Linked DNA regions of Mus musculus: region 2 is linked to region 1. The links are chromatin contacts, called in public Hi-C maps. All regions are on one chromosome and are shown on one strand. The core of a region is the stretch at or near the end of the contact, and the rest is flanking DNA. Distances in the headings are between cores, read along the strand shown. Region 1 overlaps Efhc1 (EF-hand domain (C-terminal) containing 1). Region 2 overlaps Tram2 (translocating chain-associating membrane protein 2).

The links. Hi-C and Micro-C count contacts between places; a contact is called where the count stands out from the background.
Region 2: a contact with region 1 is called in a Hi-C map of CD4 T cells, with 1.7 times the contacts expected there. The contact joins two enhancer-like sites. A contact is called at or near these places in 1 of 15 datasets of contacts at CTCF or cohesin (the NIH/3T3 cell line), 6 of 484 Hi-C or Micro-C datasets (CD4 T cells, the HPC-7 cell line, liver and 2 more), 3 of 115 datasets of contacts at active chromatin or transcription factors (CD8 T cells, extraembryonic endoderm stem cells and heart atrium) and 3 of 9 other capture datasets (adipose tissue, liver and pancreatic islet).

Annotation. Positions count from the first base shown.
Region 1 is chr1:20,984,821-20,988,282 of GRCm38.p6, forward strand. The region is part of intron 9 of Efhc1 (EF-hand domain (C-terminal) containing 1); the gene reads left to right. Among named protein-coding and RNA genes, the nearest start is that of Gm51618, 27 kb to the left of the region's middle. Within about 2 kb of position 1,866, at least 31 of the 459 cell types and tissues checked have an H3K27ac peak or open chromatin away from gene starts, as enhancers often do.
Region 2 is chr1:21,050,799-21,054,260 of GRCm38.p6, forward strand. All of the region lies in intron 1 of Tram2 (translocating chain-associating membrane protein 2), which reads right to left. Among named protein-coding and RNA genes, the nearest start is that of Tram2, 27 kb to the right of the region's middle. Within about 2 kb of position 1,948, at least 106 of the 459 cell types and tissues checked have an H3K27ac peak or open chromatin away from gene starts, as enhancers often do.

The sequences.
Region 1 (3,462 bases), core at 616-3,115:
GCCGTGTGTGTGTGTGTGTGTGTGTGTGTGTGTGTGTGTGTGTGTGTGTGTGTCTGTGCTAACACCAGCAGAGCCTGGGAGCTATTTGCTTAAGCACCGCTACCCTACCAGCAAAATCTTACATTTGGCAATGAGGAAAAGATGCAATCAGTGCTCTGTGACCTCTCTACCAATAAAAGTCAGGGGCCAGGCAGGGTCTGGACTAAGAGGACTGTTGCTATCTCGGTTTGTTCCTTCTCACCTCTCCCAGTTCTCTGTGAGAGGAAACACTTGCAGACGAAATTCATCTTGTGTCCTGTACTCCCGTGTCTTCAAGCCCATCCAGCTTTGGCTCTTTACCTTTCTATGTATAGCAAAGTCTACACTAGGATGTGCACACATCCTTCATTCAACTAATAATCCTAAGAACACTGCTCCGCCCACCCCCATGTGTGTGAGTATGCGTGTGCGCGCACACACACACACACACACACACACACACACACACACACACACACACACACAATGTGGCTCGAAATTATCCTTAACTCCAGTTCCAGAAGTACTGATGTTCTCTTCTGACCTCCATGGGTGCCAGACACACATGTGCTACACATATATTGATGCAGGCAAAATGCCCATATGCATTAAATAGGTAAGCCAAAAATAAAGAAAAGAAAATTCAAATGTGAGATAAAGTGGTCTAGTGGGCACTTCCTCAGCTCACCCATCGAAAGTTCTTTGTCACCTTCTCTTGTCACCTTCTCTAAATGCCAGGCTTCTACTTTGCATCCCTGGCTGCTTAAGAATCAAAACATTCTTCATGAATTGCTTTCTTGAAGGCCATTGACGGTTTTCAAATATAGCAGTCTCAGCCAGGCAATGCGGCGCACACCTTTAGTCCCAGTGCTCTGGAGGCAGAGGCAGGTGAATCTCTGAGTTTGAGGCCAGCCTGCTCTACAGAGCAAGTTCCAAAACAGTCAGGGCTACACAGAGAAACTCTGTCTCGAAATCCAAAAACCGATGAACCAAACAATCAAAAGCAACAACAACAAAACAAGTAGTAATAAGTACTTAAACTTTTAAGAAAAAAATAGTCTCGCTCATTAGTTGAGCAGGTATTTGAGCTTGCACCCTGCATTAGACCTTACATTAATGCTAGCTTATACAAATACCCGAGATGACAGGGGGCTGGGATCTGGATGATCCAGAGCAGAAACCAGCAGCTTTCTGTTGGTAGAGATTTGGATGCTGAGTGATTCAGTCACAGCATCTCTTGGAAATACCCAACCCCACCCTTCCAGCATGAAAGCAGCCACAGACAAAGGGAAAGGGATAGGAGATCTTTCTGAATAAAGAACAATCTTCAGCTAGCTTTGCCCAGTCCAGTTCCCAGTCCTCCCCTCCCTGGTTAGCTTGTTTGGTGAACATGCAGTAGTAAGTACTCTTTATTGCCCTTCTCTGGAAACTTCTGCTCTAATCTGGAGTGTCAGAATCTCCTGCTCCCCGTCTGAGAGCCTGTCAGGTACATCTTCTGATTTACATCGTTGCTGTTTGTCAAGATCCCGGGTTTGTCCTTTTATAAGCTCTCTAGGTATTGCAATGTGAGCGCTCTCTGTCCTAACCACTCTCCTAACTGATGCCTGCATTCTTTTTGTCTGTTTACGGTGTCTTTTGAAATGCTGGTTACAACTGAAAAGCCATTGTCACTTCCTCTCCCAGCACATCTGCTCGTGCGTCCTGTCTTTATTTTTGCTTCTGGTCTTCTAAGGTTGAGGTAATGCGTTGGGATGATATCTGAATCCTCAGCGCAGTGTCTGGTAGAGAGGGGGCTATCAATGCGGGCTAGCCCCACCCTTTCTCTTCTCTATGGAAACCTTGTAGACACCTTTGACCTCTTATATCTTGTACCATGTCCAACAAGCTGTTGCGTTCTGTTGTTTGGTGCTACAATACCTCTTGCTTCTGGTTTCTCATGTTTTTGTTCTCACCACCTGCTCTTGATTTAAAACAGGCTGTCATTAAGAGCTGTATTTGCATGCACTTGGTACCCACATCGGTAACACCAGAAACAAGTTCTCACTGACTTAGCCCAGATGGGTTTATGTTTTCCATGTATCACAGCAGCTAGAGGCAGATGGCTGTTCCCAGCTGGAGATGGGAGTTCAAAGTCAGCCTCAGCTATATAGGGAGTTCAAAATCAACCTCACTATATTATGTCTTGTGCCAAAACAAAACAAAAAACAGCCAAACGAGCAAACAATAACTATAATAATTAATTAAAATTAAAAAAAACTTTCCCAGAATCCCCTACCTGCCAAGTTTTTTTGTTTTGGTTTGGTTTGGTTTTTTGGTGTTTTTTGTTTGTTTGTTTGTTTGTTCTTTGTTTTTTTCAATCTCATTGCCTGGGCTACATCACTCCAAATGCTAGAAAAATCAAATATTGAAAAGAGTTCTGGCCTTAACCACATCTCCCCCTGAAATCCAAAACCAACCAACAAACAAAAGCTCATGACTTTTTGAAGCAATTTAAATTAATTGTATGAAGAAGAATAAGTAGGCAGAATGACAAAGACAACAAAGCAACAAAGGCACTTTAGAGAAGCGGCACCTGGCCCCATGGAACCCCTGCACCCACACAGGTCTCCATGCAGGGATGGGCCTTGGCATGAGTTAAGCAGTACTACTCATTCCTATCCTAGCCACCCGCATTTCCTCCACATGGGATGGGTATTTCCTCTGCTATTTGAAGGGACGTGGGTACCTGGATTCCTCAGGGAAACCCCCAAATGATCCATCTGATACGTATAATAACTTTGATCATATATATTAAGATATGTGACAGGCTGGGGACCCCATCTCCTGAAAGCATGGGAAAGATGGAGGTTCAAATACCTCGTATCACTAAATAGCCCCTGCCTATTCACTTACATTTTAGTGTATACAACTCAGATAATAAGAGTCTGTTTTTACTTTGCTATAAAAGTAGTATCTGTTTGAAATTTACAGGAGTAAACCAGGCATGGTGGTACATGCTTGTAATATCAGAACTTAAAAGCTTTGCTAGGAGGACTGGGAGATAAGAGCTAGCCTGGGCTACATCATGAGACTATGTCTTAAAAAGTTAAGAATGACAAGGACAACAAAGCAGAGGGAATAAAGCTTAGGTTATACAAGTCGAAGTGAACACAACTATGTGGGGAAGTCTCACAAACCAGAAATGACAGCTTCTAATATTTTGTTGTTTAATAGACATATAAAAATCAAATATTCTTTGGATGCTGTTTGCTGGCTTTTGCAATCTACCAGGAGCATTCCAGATATCACAGAATGTTGTATGAAACATCAATAGTCGTATTCTCCAGCCAGGCGCTTCTATTGTGTGTATCATGTGTGACTATTTTTGTGTATGTGTCCATGAGAAGGTTTGCCCATTTGAGTGCAGGGCCCACAGAGGTCAGGAAAGGGCGCCGGATTCCTTTG
Region 2 (3,462 bases), core at 698-3,197, 66 kb after region 1:
AGATTGATAGTACACTGGGTTACACAGTGAGACCCTGTCTCAATAAATAAACAAGCAAGCAAACAAACCTATTTCTTTGTTTGTTTGTTTGTTTGTTGAAAGCTCCTGGTAACTGTCTCATTGATCAGAGCCTCATGCAGGCTACCCTGAAAGCTCTTGTCAGTCCCAAGGCTGTGTGCACAGCACAGACACCAGAGAAGGAAAGGGGTTTAAGTGGCACTTGAGTGTTATCTGAACTCGACGCAGGAGATGGAGGCAGAGGCATTTAATGTGTTGCTGCTTTAAGAAGCAAGAGTGCTTCTGTCCCCGCAGAAATGGAGGTAGTAAGTAGCCTCCAACAGACCTGGGATACTATTGGCTTGTTACACTCAGGAAAATGCCTCTCCAAAGAGCCTGCTGTCAGGAGGATAGTGTTTCACAGACCTCATCTAGGCTGCCTCCCTTGCAGATGACATTAGCATTCTCAGAGGAGGCAAAGGAGCATCAAAGTGCTCCTTAACCTGAACTCTCAGCTGGGCTTCGACAGGATAAGGTTGGATGCATAGAAGATTAAAGGCCCTGGGCAGAGTGTCTGTCTTTAGTCACTGCTCTGCTGCTATGAAGAGACACAATGACCATGGCGACTCTTATAAAAGTAAGCGTTTACCTGGGGGCTGGCTTACAGTGTTAGAGGTTTAGTTCATTATCACCATGTCCGGGAGCACGGCAGCACACAGGCAGACTTGGTGCTAGAGAGGTGGCTGAGAGTTCGATATCCTGATCCAGAGAGTGAGACTGGCATGATTCAATCATATGAGCCTATGGGGGTGGGCATGCATTCTTACTGAAAACACCACAGTATCCATTTCTCGCCTCCAGTCAGTCTTCTTCCACAGTCACAGGTACTTCCCATCTTAGCTCTGCAGCGGCTACTTGCCACCCGGCCATGTTTTTATAGGATGTCTCGGCTCTTAGAGAAATTTTCACTCCTTATCTGTTTCCAGACTCAGTCAATGCTTAGTCAACAGTGCGTTCAATATCAATTCCTCAGTTATCCCTGGTTTCCTGATAGGACCCTACTTATACAGCCGTGCTTCTCAAGGAAAACACTACACGCCACCACATGAGAGTAACCAACAAAGTCAGTTCCACCATGAGCAAGATGGCACTAACACAGGACAAGCGTCTTCCTGACACACATGCCTGTACAATGAGAGTCAAACAGCCACCCAAATGCTGATAACCAGAGTCTGTCATGGTGTCCCAGAACAGAACACCCTGCTGCACCTGGCCTCTCAGACTGTTCATGGTGACCCAGCACAGGGCCTGGCAGCCTCCTGGGTGACTCGGGGGCTTTGCTGGAGACAAACAGATGTAGGATGCAGAGAGCTGAACCCAGGCAGCAGCCGCAGCAGCAGCAGTGGCAGCAAGTCCCAGCTCCAACTTAACACTCAGCTTGCCACATAGCTTTTATTACTATTTTAGAAAGACCACACCCATCATGCGTAGGAACTGGCTATATACGGATGAATAATGTCTTGTAAATACTATCTGATCTGCCACAGCCAGGAAGCAAAGACCTCCGTGTGCTCAGATGCTATATCAGGGTTGCCGAGGGTGGGGTGAGGGCTTACCCAGAATCCCATTCACCTATCACAAAAGGCTTCTCTTATCCATCCTGTTAGAGAGGCATGAAGGGTAAACAAGAGCCCCACTTAGCTCAGGGCTGTCTTTCACTTTGTTTTATTCTTTGAGGGTGGGTTGAACAGGGTCTCAGACTATAGCTCAGGCTGGCCTGGAACTCACAGAATATATAATTCAGGCTGGTCTCTACTCTCAGTAGCTCTTCTGCCTTGGCCTGGCTGGAAGTATAGGTGTGACCCACCATACCCGCTGGGGTTGTCTTTCTACCTTTTCCTCCAGCTAAGTAGCTTGGGGGCAAGTTGTCTGCCAAGCTTCCCGCCCATGTAAACACTCTGGCACCAGCTGGGGTTTGGAATCTGCTGTCTCTGCCAGCTGGCGACCTGAAGATGGGTCAGATTAAAGGAATGCATAATGAAGGAGGGGGAGACAGAGGCTGTATTTACACAGGCAGGGTCTGTGGGGGTAGACAAGGACTGGCCAAAGGAACTGGAGAAGTGGAAACCATGAAGAGAAGAGGAAAGGGTCGCACTGTACCCAAGTGCCCCACCCTACCCAGAATCCAAGGCTATCGCCCTCTTCTATTTTTTGCTCTTTGAAAACAGACATCTTTGTCCTCGTCTCTGTCTCCTGCAGCATCTCTCAGACGAAATACACACAGCTCTTTGAAGAGTTTGCAGCTGGCCACATGGGAAGGCTCAGCATGATCACACAACGCGGACACTTTATCCCCTGCGATCCCAATTTGGGACCTGTAACACAGAAACCCAAGCCACGTGCTGACAAGCAGGGCCCCGGGCCACCAGCAGCTCCAACTGAGGCTGGGTGAGAGGGGACAGCACTGAGAGCCAGCAGTCTCAGGCAGCCGCACTTGCTCCCAGCCTTGTAGACGTCAGCTCTCTTTGGCAAGGCCCAGAGGGTAACCATGTAGATAGAGAGGGTAGCCCAATGAGCAAGACCAGCCAGCCATACCACCCCTCACTGACCTTCAGATGCAGGAAAAGAAAGGTTGAAACTATATATCCTTGTGGGCACTATGTGAACATATATGCTAGGAAGGCCACCTGCAACCACCTTAACTTCAAAAGGAGATACAAACATATGTGTGTGTGTGCGTGTGTGTATGTACACACACACATGCACACACACACACATGCACACGCACACGCACACACACACACACACACACATTCTATATACAGTCCCATTAGCAAGAAGATTCAGGCAGCAAGAACACCTGTTCTCTGCAGCCTCTGGCCATTCCCCCTTGCTAGGCCAGGAGTCCTTTTCTCTTCAGGACACTCTCTGAAGTCCCTTTGCTTCCTGGATTCTTCTAGGGGCCCCTGGGACATCCATGGCCCTCCAGGTTGGGGTCCAAGCCCTTGCTTCTCTCACTCCATTGGGCGCCCCTATTGCAATGATCTCCTAATCAAGCCTCCTGACCTTTCCAGATCTTTCCTAAGCAACACCCCAGCAACTCCCATGAGACACGAGTGTGTGGGACCCAGGAGGCAGCAGCGCGAGAGCTCCTGCCCAGGCTGCCGCCTAGTTCTCCACTGTCCCTCAAGCCCTGCTGGCTTTCCCCTTTACTATCTTTTTAAAAGATTTCATTTTCATTCTCAGAGATGGGTATGTGCTTGGGTGTATAGGTGTATGGGTCCATATGAATGCCTGTGCCTATCAGGGTCAGAGTCTTTGGATGCCCCTGTTGGAACAGTTACAGACAGTTGTGAGCCACCCAGCAGAGATGCTGAGACGGGAGCTCTGGTCCTCTGCAGAAGCAATACAAGCTCTTAGCCACTGAGTCATTTTCACAGACCCTCTTACACTCTTTTACTACAC